Linked DNA regions of Hordeum vulgare: all the other regions are linked to region 1. Evidence: chromatin contacts called from public Hi-C data. All regions are on one chromosome and are shown on one strand. The core of a region is the stretch at or near the end of the contact, and the rest is flanking DNA. Distances in the headings are between cores, read along the strand shown.

What was found. Hi-C and Micro-C count contacts between places; a contact is called where the count stands out from the background.
Region 2: a contact with region 1 is called in a Hi-C map of seedling, with 4 times the contacts expected there. The contact joins the enhancer-like site here to the promoter of LOC123407386 in region 1. A contact is called at or near these places in 3 of 6 Hi-C or Micro-C datasets (leaf and seedling) and 1 of 1 datasets of contacts at active chromatin or transcription factors (embryo).
Region 3: a contact with region 1 is called in a Hi-C map of seedling, with 4 times the contacts expected there. The contact joins the promoter of LOC123412886 here to the promoter of LOC123407386 in region 1. A contact is called at or near these places in 4 of 6 Hi-C or Micro-C datasets (leaf and seedling) and 1 of 1 datasets of contacts at active chromatin or transcription factors (embryo).

What each region holds. Positions count from the first base shown.
Region 1 is chr7H:188,839,593-188,844,345 of MorexV3_pseudomolecules_assembly, forward strand. It overlaps LOC123407386, which reads left to right and starts at 2,505. Exons shown (of 15, transcript XM_045100512.1): 1 at 2,505-2,875; 2 at 3,693-3,820; 3 at 3,926-3,997; 4 at 4,074-4,187; 5 at 4,726-4,753. The coding sequence starts at 2,677.
Region 2 is chr7H:188,695,790-188,700,664 of MorexV3_pseudomolecules_assembly, forward strand. No RefSeq gene overlaps it. Among protein-coding and RNA genes, the nearest start is that of LOC123412888, 64 kb to the left of the region's middle. Within about 2 kb of position 2,037, at least 3 of the 3 cell types and tissues checked have open chromatin away from gene starts, as enhancers often do. A contact at or near this core is called in leaf and seedling, where this site is marked.
Region 3 is chr7H:188,615,772-188,620,721 of MorexV3_pseudomolecules_assembly, forward strand. LOC123412886 (nitrate regulatory gene2 protein) reads left to right here and starts at 1,500. Exons shown (of 6, transcript XM_045105848.1): 1 at 1,500-1,750; 2 at 3,576-3,656; 3 at 3,740-4,950. The coding sequence starts at 3,792. All of the region lies in intron 2 of LOC123412888 (a long non-coding RNA gene), which reads right to left.

The sequences.
Region 1 (4,753 bases), core at 1,255-3,754:
CCGGGCTGCCTCCTCCGCGTGCATCCGAGCTGCCTCCTCCGCGTGCATCCTAGCAACGATCGTCCCGTGCATCCGAGCTGCCTCCACCGCGTGCATCCTAGCTCTGTTCCGCTCCCGATGTCGTAGCCGCCCTGGCCGTCTCCAACGTTCTACGGTCGTTGATCTTCTTCTTTTTGTCCGCAGATCATTTTTTGGCATGTTCATCCAAAGAGATTCATCCGCGAGCATGATTTTTGCATCCTCCGCGTCGCGTGAGAGTTGCAACCTCTCCTTCCCGAGCTCAATGTCTCCAAATGTCTTGGCGTTCTGAAGTTCCCATTTGATCGTCGCCTCTTGCTTCTCCAACTCAATCTCCCCCCTCTCAATTCCAAGTCGCCCCTCTGCCCTTGTCCGATCCTACTCCATCCTCTCCTTCTACGAGTCCAACATAAGCTTGTACCTCTCCTCTTTCTTGCTCCCGCTTATCGAAAAAAATGCCCGTCCATGTGGACGACATTTTTGTAGTCGCGGTCCTTGCCTTCTCCCACTTAGTTCCCATGAGTAGCCGGTTATCCTTTGACACGATAACTTTTCCATTGGCGACGACAACATCGTCGTCATCATCGTCCAACCCAATGGATTGGTGGGAGCTTGAGCCATCATTCCTCTTTTTTGTCCTTGAGGTCGGCCATAACTTGTTGTCACTTTGGCTTGCCATTCAATAAGAGCCAACAATGACTAAAAGTAAATGGTCTCTTCTTGACCTCGTGATACAAAGTGGCCGCCACCGCCGCCTAGCATAAAAAATGCGTATGAGCACAAGAATGAAAAACACATGAACATATTAAAATGACAGTAAGATGAGGCGATCGAGCTTACATGAGTTACCACTCCCATCCCACTTTGAGACCGTTTGTTCACTTGTGAGTAGTAACCGACGTACTTGTTCACTTCTCCTTGTATGACCCCATCGATGTTGGAGAGATGCCACATTACGGGCACTCATGATAGGATGCGGCTCCACATACTCATTTCGTTCATGATAGTCCTTCCAATTTTTCTCCCAATACGTGCTCCCCTTTTGCTCGGTGCCACTTATTGGATCCAATGTTGTGTTCAACCAAGATTGAATTAACATGATGTCCTCGTATCTTGAGAAAGCAAGCCCTCTTTCCTTCGACGTCTTGTGCTTCTTCTTCTTCTTGGTAGGATTGGGACCAGATGTTGCCCCAATCACAAATGCGTCGGTCTCCTCCATTTCATATTCCACATGGACCAGATCTTCATTCTCATCGATCATATTTGCCAAGTATGTCTCCTACAGTTCAAGGTTTGCAATCATCTTGTGCAAACTAGTGAACTATACGAAATATTAATCATTTGATCGAACACGAGCAAACGTACCCGGTCTTGTTGAGACGTTTCGTCGAACATGTTGTGGGCAGCCCCCGCGATGGGGTTGCCTGTGCTCACCCGCTCCCGAACGAGCTGTGCGGACTCACACTCTTGGATCGACGACTCCTGCGTGTCTCGAAAGCTCTCCGAAAGGGTCCAGTCGGCCGTCTCATCCTCTTCCTCCTCGGTCTCGTTGATGCCGGACGACACAATTCACGCCGACACTTGCATGGATGGGGTAAGGGGAGCCTGGCGCGCTGGGGGAGACATCTCGCCGACGACGCCCACATGTAGCTGTACGGCCAACTCCCTTTGCTGCTGCCGGTGATGGCGCAGTTTACGAGCGATGTTCTCCGACTTGCAAGACGAAGCGGAGGAAGGCCCGCCGACGGACAAGGTGGACCGTGTCTCCGTCGTGGCGGTCGAGGAAGGGGTTGAAGACATCACGACAACAGATCGGGACATGTGGTGAGGATGGAAAGCAAGGGTGCCGGAAGGCGAGGGATCGGATGCGGGAAATGTTGACGTGCGACGGAAGGAGGAGGAACGGTTTAGGGGATTTGGTGCAATTTAAGGTATGGTCAGGCTATCGAGTCCAGCGTGACGGACGTGCCATGTGCGCCCAGGCTTCCCCGTATACATCCCATATTGAACTAAAAATGAAGGGTATGAGTTATTCTGAACGTTTGAGGTCGGTTTGAGAGCTTCGTCTGAATTTTTTTTTTTATAACCGATCAAACTATCCACCCAAATGTTTGAAAAGGGTATGAGAGACATAGATGCAAGTGTCTACGATGGCTTATCAACCATAAAATCTGTCAACTCAGCCTACGTGCGAGGCGTGCCCGATACGGGCGCCCCCACGAGCCACCCACCTGTCCCGGACGGCATCCAACATCCACCGCCACCGGACAGGCACGGCACGGCCCGCCGGGTCAGCGACCCATCACGGCATGTGGATCCATCCCGTCCTCGCGGCCTCCACGTGCCACGTCACGTGCTGCCCGCGTAAGGGAGGGAAAGAAATGGAAAGAGAGATTTTTTTATTTTTATTTTTATGAAAGCACGGAAGGAAAGATCCGTCCTGCGCTTCGCCACGACACGACACGCGGGGCACGAACGAGCAGGAGCCGTGCAACCCCCTTACGCCGCCCGTCGCTACTGCCTCTCTGCTCTCTACAACTACACACACACACACACACACACACACAGAACTCGTCCCCCCTCCCCCCATTTCCATCCCTGGCGGTCGCGGTCGCGGTCGATAGAAACGAAGGATTTTGGGTTACAGGAGGCGGCGATATGGGGATCTCGAGGCGGTTCCTCCTCCTCCTCCTCGCGGCGGCGCTGGTGTTCGCCGCCGGGGCGGCCGCGGAGGAGCAGGCGGCGGCGGACCCGGCGGGGGCCGGGGAGATCGCGGCGGGCGGAGTCAAGGAGGCCGCCGAGGCGGCCGCGCTCCGGGCGGAGCTGGCGCAGCTCAGGGAGAAGATCTCCGCCTTAGGTCAGTCCACTGCCCTCCTCGCCCCGGTCACCGTCCGAATCGTACTACTATCAGTATTTCTATATGTGGGCGGGTGAGGGGATTGGGTCGGGGCTGGTCGGATTCGTGCTCTGAGCTAGGTTCGCCGTACGATGCATGATTGGGAGCTGAGATGCACGATTGGGTGTTGAGAGTAACAACCCTGACAAAATCCGCATGGTTTCTGGTTTGGCAAAAGCCTGTACTTTTCCCTTTACGTATGAAATGAAATGCTATTCTACTGTATAGAAGCTACCTTTTGGAAGGACTTTTTTTTTTCCCCCGCGAATACGTTTTGGAAGGATCATTTGACTCTAGTGGCTGGTTACATATGTACTGTGTGATCGTGCACTTGTGCTTTCTTGGTTGCTGAGGTAAATTTGAGTCTTTCACATTAAAAAATCTCTAGTTCTTGGCCTGAATTTTTCTTTTAAAATTGGCGAACTTTACATGGAATAAGAGGCTAGTATCACTAAAGAGCTCAACTATGTATGTTACAGGCAATATATATACTACTCCCTCCGCCCCATAATATTAGAGCCTTTTTGACACTAGAGTAGTGTCGAAAACACACTTATATCATGGGAATTGGGACGGAGCGAGTATTTGGTTATTACTACATGTTTCCGCCAAGAGCAAAATTAACCTGCATAAGTTTGGCATGCCAAGTTTGCTGATCTCACCAAAAGCCTTGCCAGTTGGCGGTTACTAATTGCGCAAGATGAATTTGCACACCATGATCCTACCAGATACCCTCGTGACCTCATCTAAGTGAGGTCTAATTGTTTTCGTCCTACAGAGTCAGACATCGCAGACAGATCCCAGGACCTGAAGAGCAAGGATGATGGCATCGCGAAGCTGGAGAAGGACATTGGGGACAAGTCACAGAAGATTGCTACTCTGCAGAGCGAGATCACATCTCTCCAGGTATGCATTATGATAGATATACGGACATGCTTCTCAACTCTAAGCATCATTTCGGGAAAGTATCTTAAACGTTACTTTGTGGCCTTATTTTTTTTCCTTATGCAGAAAACGGGTTCTGTAGCTGCTGAGGAGCAGGCAGGCAAGGCCATTGCTCGGGCTGTTGAGCTTGAGAAGCAGGTATGGAGGATGAAAGCTAAATAACAGTTGAAATTCTCGATTATGAGCTTGTGGTTTCTCATCTTTGCTATTCTAGATCGAGAAGCTCAATAAGGAGATCGAAGCACAAAGTAGCCAAAGAACAACACTTGAAGCTAGAGCTAACAAGGCTGAGAAGAAGGTGCAAGATTTGAACTCGAAGCTTGAGTCAGTAAGTGTAATCCTTCTCTTTTTTACCATTGGACCATTTCCATTTGTTAGGATCATATAACATAAATCTGTCATTCATACAGTAGGTTTAGGATAATATCCAACACTGTTTTTCTTTTTCTTCTGAGCGGTATCTGTATTTTCTCATTCTCTTCTTTACTCATGAGCTCATGGCAATGTAAATAATTGTGGAATGAAGTCTACCACTGAAAAGTAAATAATAGTCCACCAAATGATTACCGAACATACATTGAACATTATACCTCAAAAATCGGAAGTCTACATAACTACATTTAATGTCCAAAGCTATTGAAGGGCGTGTGACGAATAACCATTAAACTGAACAAAGCCTATGTTTAGTTTCTAAAGCTATCCAAGGCCTGTGTGATATCTCACTTGTAAAATTTAAATTTTACAAAGTTAGGTGTAATAGCATCCTTAACAAGGCCGAGAAGAAGGTACTAGTAAGTACTATTGAACTGAATGAGCATGCTAGATTTTGATCGAGTTATTCTTATGTCTGAATTTGTCCTTGCTAGCTTCAAAAGGCAAGTGGCGAGCAAAAGC
Region 2 (4,875 bases), core at 787-3,286, 140 kb before region 1:
TCTAAAGCAGAAAAGTATTTTTCCATGTTGGAGTACCAATTCTGGCCTTAGAAATGGACAGGTTATTTAATTCGGAAAATAATCACAAAAATAATTATTTTTGTGGTTTTGAAATATAAAGATAGGTTAAAATCAGATTACCAAATATGAGTAGAAGCACTGCTTGCTATCAAGGACATGTAGTGCAACTCAAGGTGGTTTTACCTTGGTCGGAAATAAGCAAGGGTTTTTGGAAATCAGTATAATACCAAAGACTTTAGGGTTTTAAATCCTCACATGATCAAGCATACAAGTATACAATCTCAATCATGGCACTCACAACATTAGTTCTGAAAAAGTTTTAACAAGCTCAGAATTTCACAATACTGACAAGTGATAGCAAAAACAGGGTGTGACACGATTGGTACCCATCCCACATGATGTACGTCTTACGAGCATTGACTCTGTACAGTATCATCCATGCGGGGACCAACGGTGTGCCCGAACACGTCAAAACGGCATAGTCGCCCTACCTGGCACGACCCCGTCATGGGAGTGACCACACATCACTCCCGCCACTAGTAATGTGGCTCTTTCCTAGCACCGACCAGAAATCAACAAAGCCCCGTGCCATAAAGGGGTAACGTGGTCGCACATGTAAGGTTGGGACGGTCGACACGTCATAAATCTGTTCCCATTTCCGAAACCACTCACACCAAAATACCCGGTGCACCACTTCACCAAAAGTGGCCACCTAACTCATCATCACCCTCGGGCATTAGTGGCACCCGACGAGTTTTTTATAAACCTTTGATATTTACCATCATCATGCTCATTCTACTATTATGCTTAGCTACTTGTCAACATGATATAAGCGTGACCCTCATAGGTGGTAGGATCATGCCATCGGTAAAATCACTTCAATGGTTTACCGATACTTATGATCATATGCAATGGAAATATTTTCTCTACTAGCATGCAATATAACATATGCTCAAACATGGTCAAAGGGCTTCTGGCCTTTGCTCTCTTAGTCCCTCAGGTTCTTCGAGGCAGTGGCGGTGCCAGGATCCAATATTTGTGATGTCAAATTAGCTTGTGTAATCAACTTCCTGAAGTAGTTTGTTCAGTGGTGTAATATGCATTGCCTATAGTGACTTGATTTACCAATTTCATGTGTAGTCATATGACTACACAGCTACAAACGTGGCTTCGCCACTGCTTCGAGGTCTTCCGGTCCAACTCTGAGTACTGTGTCAACTAACGTCGGAAACAACACAGTCAACTACACAGCAAGCAGAACAAAAGTGATGTATAAATGGAGGTTTTATTTTTCTTGGACCTCTTTGGTCATAAGAAAAATACCTGAAGCTTGCTATAGGAGATATGGATCATCAGGGAATTTTGAATGGATGAAAGGAAGAATAGGTGATCCATATAAAATATCATGATAAAAATGAGTCGAGGCAATCATTTAATAGAGCATAATTTTAGAAATATTTAGGAAGTAGTTTCACTAGATTTGGCGTTGAGGTGAATATTCTAGGGATTTTCTAATACTGGATAAATAGCAAAAGGGAGCTATTTATTTATTGCATCTGAAATATGCAAGATAAAAATGTTGACCAATGCTCTAAAAATAGGGTATGATGTTAGAAGGATCTGGAAATTGGAATCACTCCATTTGGAGTTGATCTGAACCCTATAGGATGTTTTTGGAAGGTGGGCTAATTATATCCAAATCTGTATTTGAATAATAACATAACATCAAATTGCTTGTAAAATGTGCAAAGCACATATTTGCATAGGCCTTGATTTTAGGGACCTGCATAAATTTGAATCAACATTTTTGGAGTTAGAATGATTTTTCTATAGAATTTCGAAGTTTCTGCAAAAAGGGAAAATGATAAAAGGCTCAGCAACAGAGGCTATCCTGTGCTCAGGCGGCTGTTAGGCAGATGGGCCGGCCCAGCCGCGCGAGCTAGCCAGCGAAGCGGCCACGCCGAAGGCGTACTTTGGTAGGGCGCCTTCCGCATGAGAAAAGGACTATGATCGAAGGCCGTCTCCACTTAACCGCGTGGGCCTCTCGGCCGGTCACTAGCAGGCGGTGCCCGCGCGTCAGGATCGTCCCTAACCTCCCGCTCGATAGGGAGATGCAGGGGAGGCGGGGCAGAGCAACGCCCGACTCAGGCCCTGGCGGCTCCGGCTGTCCCTGACGTCGGTCCGGCCACCGGCGCGTGCGGGGCGAGGAGGCCCGCCGGCGTGGCTTGTTTGCCCCCGCCAGAGAGCTCCAAGGCGCGCGGGATCTTGGTCGCGGAGGAGCTGGCGCTGGCGGCCGGGGAGGATGGCGCAGCGGTCGATGGGAAGGAGAAATGGTGCGAGGGAGAGGCCAGCTCTATCCCACGGAGGTCCCGACGATCCCCAAGGGAGAGAAGGGGCTTGGGGGCGCCCGAACTTGAGCAAGGCCGAACCTGGCCATGGAGGCCATGGGGGGAGAGGAGGAAGCTAGGGAGAGAAGGGGAGATGCTCAGGAGGAGCCCAAGGGAGAGGGGAGAGATGCAAGAGAAGCAGAGGCTCGGGGAGAGAGGAGATAAGAGGGGAGAGGGGAGAAAGCTCGGGAGCTCTTTGGAGCTTCCTCGTGCATGGATGCCACGCACCCCACATGGAGCTTGGAGGCTAGCCGATGATGGGGAGTGCTTGGAACGGTCAAAAAGAGATGTTGTGACCTCCTGTGCGAAGTTGTGGCTGCCTTATTCGAGCTGTGGGGAAAGGTTAGGGTGTAGAGCACCAGTTTTGCATGCGAGGGTGGTGGTCACCATGGCCACCTGTGCCTACACCAGCAACTTGACCAGTCAAAGGTGTCCAACACCTAGTGCACACATGCAAGAAGGAGGCTTTGGATTTTGGTTGCATCTGGGGCTGGTTAGGTGGGGGTTTGACTGAGGTTAAGTTTGCAACAACAAACTTAGAGTTAAGGAAAGTGGGTCTCAAGTGGGGAGTCTTGGGGAATACTTATGTCTGGCAGTGTTAGCTATGCAAGGACTACAACGCTACCAAGTTTGAGCTCAATCAGAGGAGGGTAGCTAGTACTTGTTGTACAAGGCTACAATTCAGCCAGAAATCAACTTGTAGATGTGCTGCTCATTTTCCCCACATGAGCATGCCACAACTTGGTTTGAAATGATGCCTTGGGATTCTAGGGACCTTCTGGAAAGAGGTGGGGGATTTGGCTTAACCAGAAGTAGGATAAGAGAGGTAAAAATGGTTATTCAAGGGTAAAAATGAGAACTAGTTACATGGAGCCTCTCTCCAATAATTGACCAGAGGTCATGGAAATGCTACTGGAGGTAAAATGTAACTATTTAGAGCTGTGGTAGAAAGTTGAGTCCAAGGGTAAAAGTGGAAGGGGTCAAAGGAGCCTATTTGGTGAGTGCACACAAGGTGTTTGATGAGTGTAAGAGCAACCAGGTGAACTTCAATGGATATGGAACTTAACAGGATCAAATAATAGATGAAAATAAGCTTGGACACAAAATGTGGGGTTTGGTGGAGAAGGTTTCCAATGTAGACTTGGAAAACCCATGAAATGGGCAGAAATGGCTTTCTGCTTATGAAATTATTCAAATTAATTCCCACAAATCCAATATTTGGTGTGTGGGCATTATTTGAGCATTAAGGCATGTCCAAATTTTTTTGGGGTCAATTGGAGAAACTTTACAATGTAAAGTTTCCCAAAGTTACAAATAAACATAAAGAGTTTTGACGGGCTTGGGATAAGTTCTTCTATTATCCTTGATGCACCACTGGGTGTGGATGCATTATTGGAGTATCTGAACAATTGGAGATACTTGACAATGTAGAGTTCCTCAAATTTAGATCTGGATTGATAGGGTTTTATAATAATTAGGGGAATTAAATCAACTTGGATTGATATGAAAATTGGCAAGATCATCACATACATCATAGGTGACATGCTAGAACTTTACAGGAATTTATTGAAAATATTTCTTATAGAAATATTCCAAAAGCTTGAAATAGGCAGGAAGGGTTTTGAAGGGTTTTGCCCAATATTTTTAACATGACCATGTGTTGAAACTCATATATATGGAATATATATGTCCACTGAGTTTTCCTAAATTTTCTTAAATATTTTGAAAGCAATAAAAATAACTTTCCTTCATAAGAGGCCATTTCTGGCCACACAGGAAGGCATTTAAATAAAATAGTAAAATAACCTTTAAAATAATAATATTATGGTTTTTGGAAGTCATTTTGATAATGGGTTTTAAATAAAATAATTGGTGCAAAATAAATTTCCTAATTTGAGGAGTTGTAGTACAAATCTCATCTCACAGGTTTTGAAAGCTTAATTGCGAGATCTGCTTTTTGGTGAAAATAATATTTGGTAAAAATAATTTATGGTCCTAAACACATGGCGTGATCATTAGGTACGAGATTTGGGCTAAGGAGGTGAGTCTGGAGAGTAACAAGAATTATTGAGAATCAAACACAAGCATACAAGCAAGCAAGCAAACAAGAGTCACTCCAAGCATCACAAGCATACACAAAAATATTAATTGGTCCTAATTTTTGAAATAAGTTAATTAGCCAGGAAAGCTAAACACAGGGTGTTACAAATGTGCCATAGCAATCTTGAAGACTATCAAATCTAGACTGAAGACTTTCAACATCTTCAATGAGGACTTGAGTACGATTCATTTCATCATTCAACAAATCATCACTTTTGTCTACCAGTTTCTGAAGCTTTTCAATAGCACTTTGTTGCTTAGCGGCAATGTTGGCAAGTTTATAGTAATTGGGTTTTTGATAATCATCAGGTTCACAGTCACTAGAATCAGAGGAGGAAGTGTGGTTTGGTACCTTTGAACCTTTTGC
Region 3 (4,950 bases), core at 250-2,749, 220 kb before region 1:
GATTATTATTCCTTTGTATGCCTAGTGCAAGCCACACCACGGGCATAAACGAACCTTCATCTGAAATTGAGTAAGCCACAAAAGAAAGAAGGGCATCTATTCTATTCTCTTGGGTTGGGTTGGGTCGGTCTTACTTTTCCTCCATGATTTGTGTTATTTCCCAAGCCCAAATATTGCGTGTGGGGCTCATACCTTACGCATGCATGTGCATGCATGGCTGCCAGGTGGCACATGCAGTGCCACAACACAATATTCTACTGCATCGATTACTTATTTTCTTTCCCTCAACACTGTTTTTACAACTACTATTTTTTTATAATAATAATCCTTTGACGCGTAGGAGAAGGGGAAGGCCAGGACGGTTTCTTTGGTTTGCAATTGAAAGTGGGCGTTTCTGAGTTTTTTTCATTTTATATTTGTGGTTTTGTTTTTGTTTTTGTTGGCTCAACTAGAACTACAACTACTTCTTCTGTTCCTAAATATAAGTCTTTCTAGAGATTCCACTAGTAGACTACATACGGATGTATATAGACATATTTTAAAATATAGATTCACTTATTTTATTTTGTATGTAGACTTCTAGTGAAATATCTTAAAAGACTTGTATTTAGTAGTAGCTAGGGAACGTGAGAAGCGTGAGGCGCGTAGAGCGGCATGCATGCACGAACCGACTTGATCACGCCACAATACTTAGGCCAGAAGCTTGGTTTGTTTGGCATGAACAAAAACATGCAACTCTTTGATTCGCGGGAAGCCAATTAATTCGCATGAACACAAACGCATACAACTCCTCGATCCGCAAGAAATTAATGTAATTTGCATGAACACAAACGCGCCCTAGAGCTTTTCGATCCGCAAGAAATTAATTTACTCTAATTTGCATGAGCCATCCGAATTTCTTCGTGCTGCAAATGCCGCGCATGCGGCAGCTGGCCTTTTGGCCTTTTCATCACGATTAAAACCGCCACCCATAACACCAAATCTCCAACTACTAATGCACCGAATTGAAGCCTGGAAATCGCAGGGCATCCTCCCACTCCCTCACCCACAAGGATCCAAAACCCGTGGTCACGGTCATACTTCAGTTCCTAATCTGCGTAGTGCTGCTGTCGCATTGCATACCTCCAAACGCCATGAATTTCCACACACATCATCACATTTCTTTACCAGTTAAAAAAAGACACCCCCACCCACCACCGCCCTCTCTCTCTGTAATGGCAGTAACAAAAAGAAAAATGTCAAGATCCCAGTGTGAGAAAAGACAGTTCTCCAAGGCGGAATTTCCCTCAATTGCACAAACAGACCTACTCCACTGAGCCCCAGTTTCGTCGATAAAATTGGCAGGGGATAAATGAGCAGCGCCCCTAAAAAAAGAGGGGAAATGAATGAGTAGGGCATTATTGGGAAATAACAGCAAGCGTAGGGTCATACCCCAATTCATCCGACCCCGCTTTTCTCTCTCCCTCTCCTCCTCCTCCTTCGGCGACCTCCCCCCCTTTCCAGTCTTTTGACCGTTGTTGCCTTGCCCCTCCCCTCCCCTCTCTTCTCTCTCTTCTCTCTCTCTCTTTCCTCTGCCACTGCCGCTGCCACCCACGCTATCTCTCTCTCTCTCTACATCTCCCCACAAATCTTTCTTCGGCTCCTTGGTCCTGTACACACCCACCCAAGGCCAAGGGGTTTGAGGTGGTCGTAGAGTAGAGTAGAGAAGAGAAGAGAAGAAGGTCCTCCTTCGGCTTCAATCCCAGCCCAGGTATAGACCTCCCCTGATCCTATTTTTAATCTCTTCTTGTGTAGGCTCGCTCGCATTGCCCCTCCTTTTGTCCCCACCTTCGCTTTTGTGTTGTTTAATGGTGGCAATTGATGCGGTTGGATGAGAGGTTTCCTCGAGCCAAAGGAGAGAGACAAAGTGCTGCGTTTCAGAGAGAGAAAGAGTCGGGTTCCGGAGCTGTTCTTCGTCCCGAGAGAGAGAGAGAGAGAGAGAATTTCGTGATTCCCCCCACCTTTGATTGAGCGCTCCAAGAACATGTATGTGATGTCTACTAGTATGCCCCTGGTTTCTTCTTCCCCCCCCCCTCTCTCTCTCTCTCTCTGCGCTCTGTTTTTCCCTGCCTTTGCTTCACCCGCACTTCAGAATGATGTGTTCCTGTACTCTACTGTACTGTGCGCCTCATCTTTTCCCATACGAATTGTTTCATTCGCCTGCTCTTTAATGTGGACATATGAGGATTCAGCAGCCGTTTCATGTTGATTATTGCTGCCACAGCTGTGGTCTTCTCTTCTTCTTTTTTTTACTGCAACAGTTGTCATCTTCTCTTCTTCTTTTTTTACCTAAGAAGATTTAATCGTATCCCCCTTTCCCTCCTGCATCAGAATCAGATACCCTCTTCTTCTACTTTTCCTTCAGTTTTCATAGCTAGTCTAATGCACATCCCCGTTTCCAGTATCTCCTTGCTTCATCTGGTGCTGAAGAGTTCAGAGCGAGAATTGCCTTGCCTGCAAGCGTTGTGTTTTTGGCCGGCGTCCGTGATTTCTCCATCTGCTCCCTGCCTGATGCGCCTGAAGGTTAAGCAAGGTGCAGTGAGCACTGATGCGCCTGCGGTGCTTTTCCAGCAAACTCTTGATTTTTTTCCGCTCCCTCCCGTATAGCGTATATAGTTCCACTCGCAGATTGGCGGGAGCAATTCAACATTTGGTTGGTTGGAGGATTGGAACTAGTACTACTCTTTTCTCATCTTTTCCCTTGTGGGTAGTTTACCAAGAGACAAGTGTTATCATTACCCATCATCATCTTCAGAGCTTTCTTGTAATTTTCTTCTTGTTACAGCCTTTTTTTTTAACCTTTTTTAAACACCAGAAAATCAGGCAACCATAGATGGAGCTGTGGTAATTCAGTCCATCCAGGGCCAACAACACTTTTGTAATTTTGCCTGCCATGTAAAGTTGTGGCACTTCTTCCCCTCATTTCACCTTCAAGATATCTTTGCATTGTGTTTTTCTGGCAGCTTGTGATTTATAGAGGGCAAGCCTGTTATTTGTACTTACTTCACTGCAAAATAAAAAATGCTGCTTCGAATCCAATGTTTCACCCAGCACCGTCCTGACTCTGATATTTTCAGTGTACTGAAGTGAGTTCAGAAATAAAGATATCGAGTCAGCTTACCGTGACCATGATTATGCAAGTAGGCAGTAGGGCCGTTCATGTCTTGCTGGGCCAAGAGCTATATTCCTAACTTTCTTGCTTTTCTAGCCCTCGTTTAGGAGGAAGGAATGTCGCTGCTGACGAAAAAAAAATGTGTAGGGTATGTTTTGGCAGTGGGGTATTTCATTTCCAAAGGGGCATCTTTCTGTGGTGTTGTAGCTCTCACTGTCTTTCGAGCACAGATTTTTTTGCGTCTTGTGAGAAGCAGTTGCATTTCATGTTAGATCCATCCCAGTAGTCAATCTCAACACTCCTTGTTGATTGCCTGTTGCAGGCTGATGAATAGCCTATGTCCGAGTTCCCTTTTGATACACAATTTGATTGCGTAAAATGAGTGTGCATGCTTCTGAAATGTCTGAAATTTGCTAGACTGTAGGTTTGTACGAATCATCTTCTCGTTCACTGGCTTCAGCTGCAATGCACATGTTACCAACAATTGACCAATCTACAATATCAGGTAATTTCTGCACTTACACATGATACCTGATTTATTGAAGCCGAAACTTACCTGCCACATTCCTTTTCTTTTTGTCTTTTCAGAAATTCTGCCCCGGGCATGACATATTCCTGACAACACAAAGACTCTGGAGACATGGGATGTGCTGCTTCCAGATTGGAAGATGAGGAGGCTGTTAAGATGTGCCGGGACAGGAGGGACTTCATCAAGCAGGCACTGGAACAGCGCAACCGTTTTGCATCCTCTCACATTGCCTACATCGAGTCCATGAAATGTGTTTCGATGGCCCTACAGCGGTTCGTCGCTGGAGATGATCGGCACGAGCTCATTTTTGACCCATTCATCTCTCCTGTCAAGCAACAGAAGCCAGAGATGCTCGGCCTTCCTTATGGTTCGTATGAGAAGAGGACTGTTCATGTTGCCAAGTACTTGATGTCAGGACCAAACCCATCGGTGTCAGTTGAAGAGGCCCCACGGCCTGTGGAAACAATCCGTGTTGAATCACATTACCCTGTGGATGGTTATGGTGGCACAGATAGATTCTTCCCAGCGAACTCCTCACCGATGAGGCCATCTTCTCACTATACACCTTATGACAGGGCAAGCTATGTAACTCCATCACCCCAGGAACCAGTGAGGAATGCTTATTACACGCCACCTTATGACAGGCCAAACTACGTACCTTCATCGCTCCAGGAGCCAGTGAGGAATTCTTCTTATTACATGCCACATTATGCTCCATCAACCCAGGAGCCAGTGAGGAATTCTTATTACATGCCACCTTATGACAGGCCAAATTACATACCTCCTTCACCCCAGGAGCCAGCAAGGAATTCTTCTTATTACATGCCACCTTATGACAGGCAAAGCTATCCACCTGCTCCACCCCAGGATCCAAGGAGGACATCTAATTACGCATCTCATGACAAGCCAAACTACCCACCCCCATCACCCCAGGAACCAGAATCATCACAGTGGGACTCCTTCTGGAATCCATTCTCGTCGCTGGACAGCTATCCATACCCGCGCCCTCGGAGTAGCTATGACAATGTGGTCACTGACGATGAATTGGCACGGTTACAGCGGGTAAGAGAGGAGGAAGGAATCCCAGAACTCGAAGAGGAAGATGATGAATGTCAAAAACATGAACAAATGCACAACAAAGATGGGGAGGGGGAGGAGGAGGATGATGACGAAGAAGAATCTGATGAGGGTGATGATGAAGAAGATGAAGATGAAGATGAAGAATGTGAGCATTCAGATGACCAAAGATGTATGGCTTCTAACGAGGCCC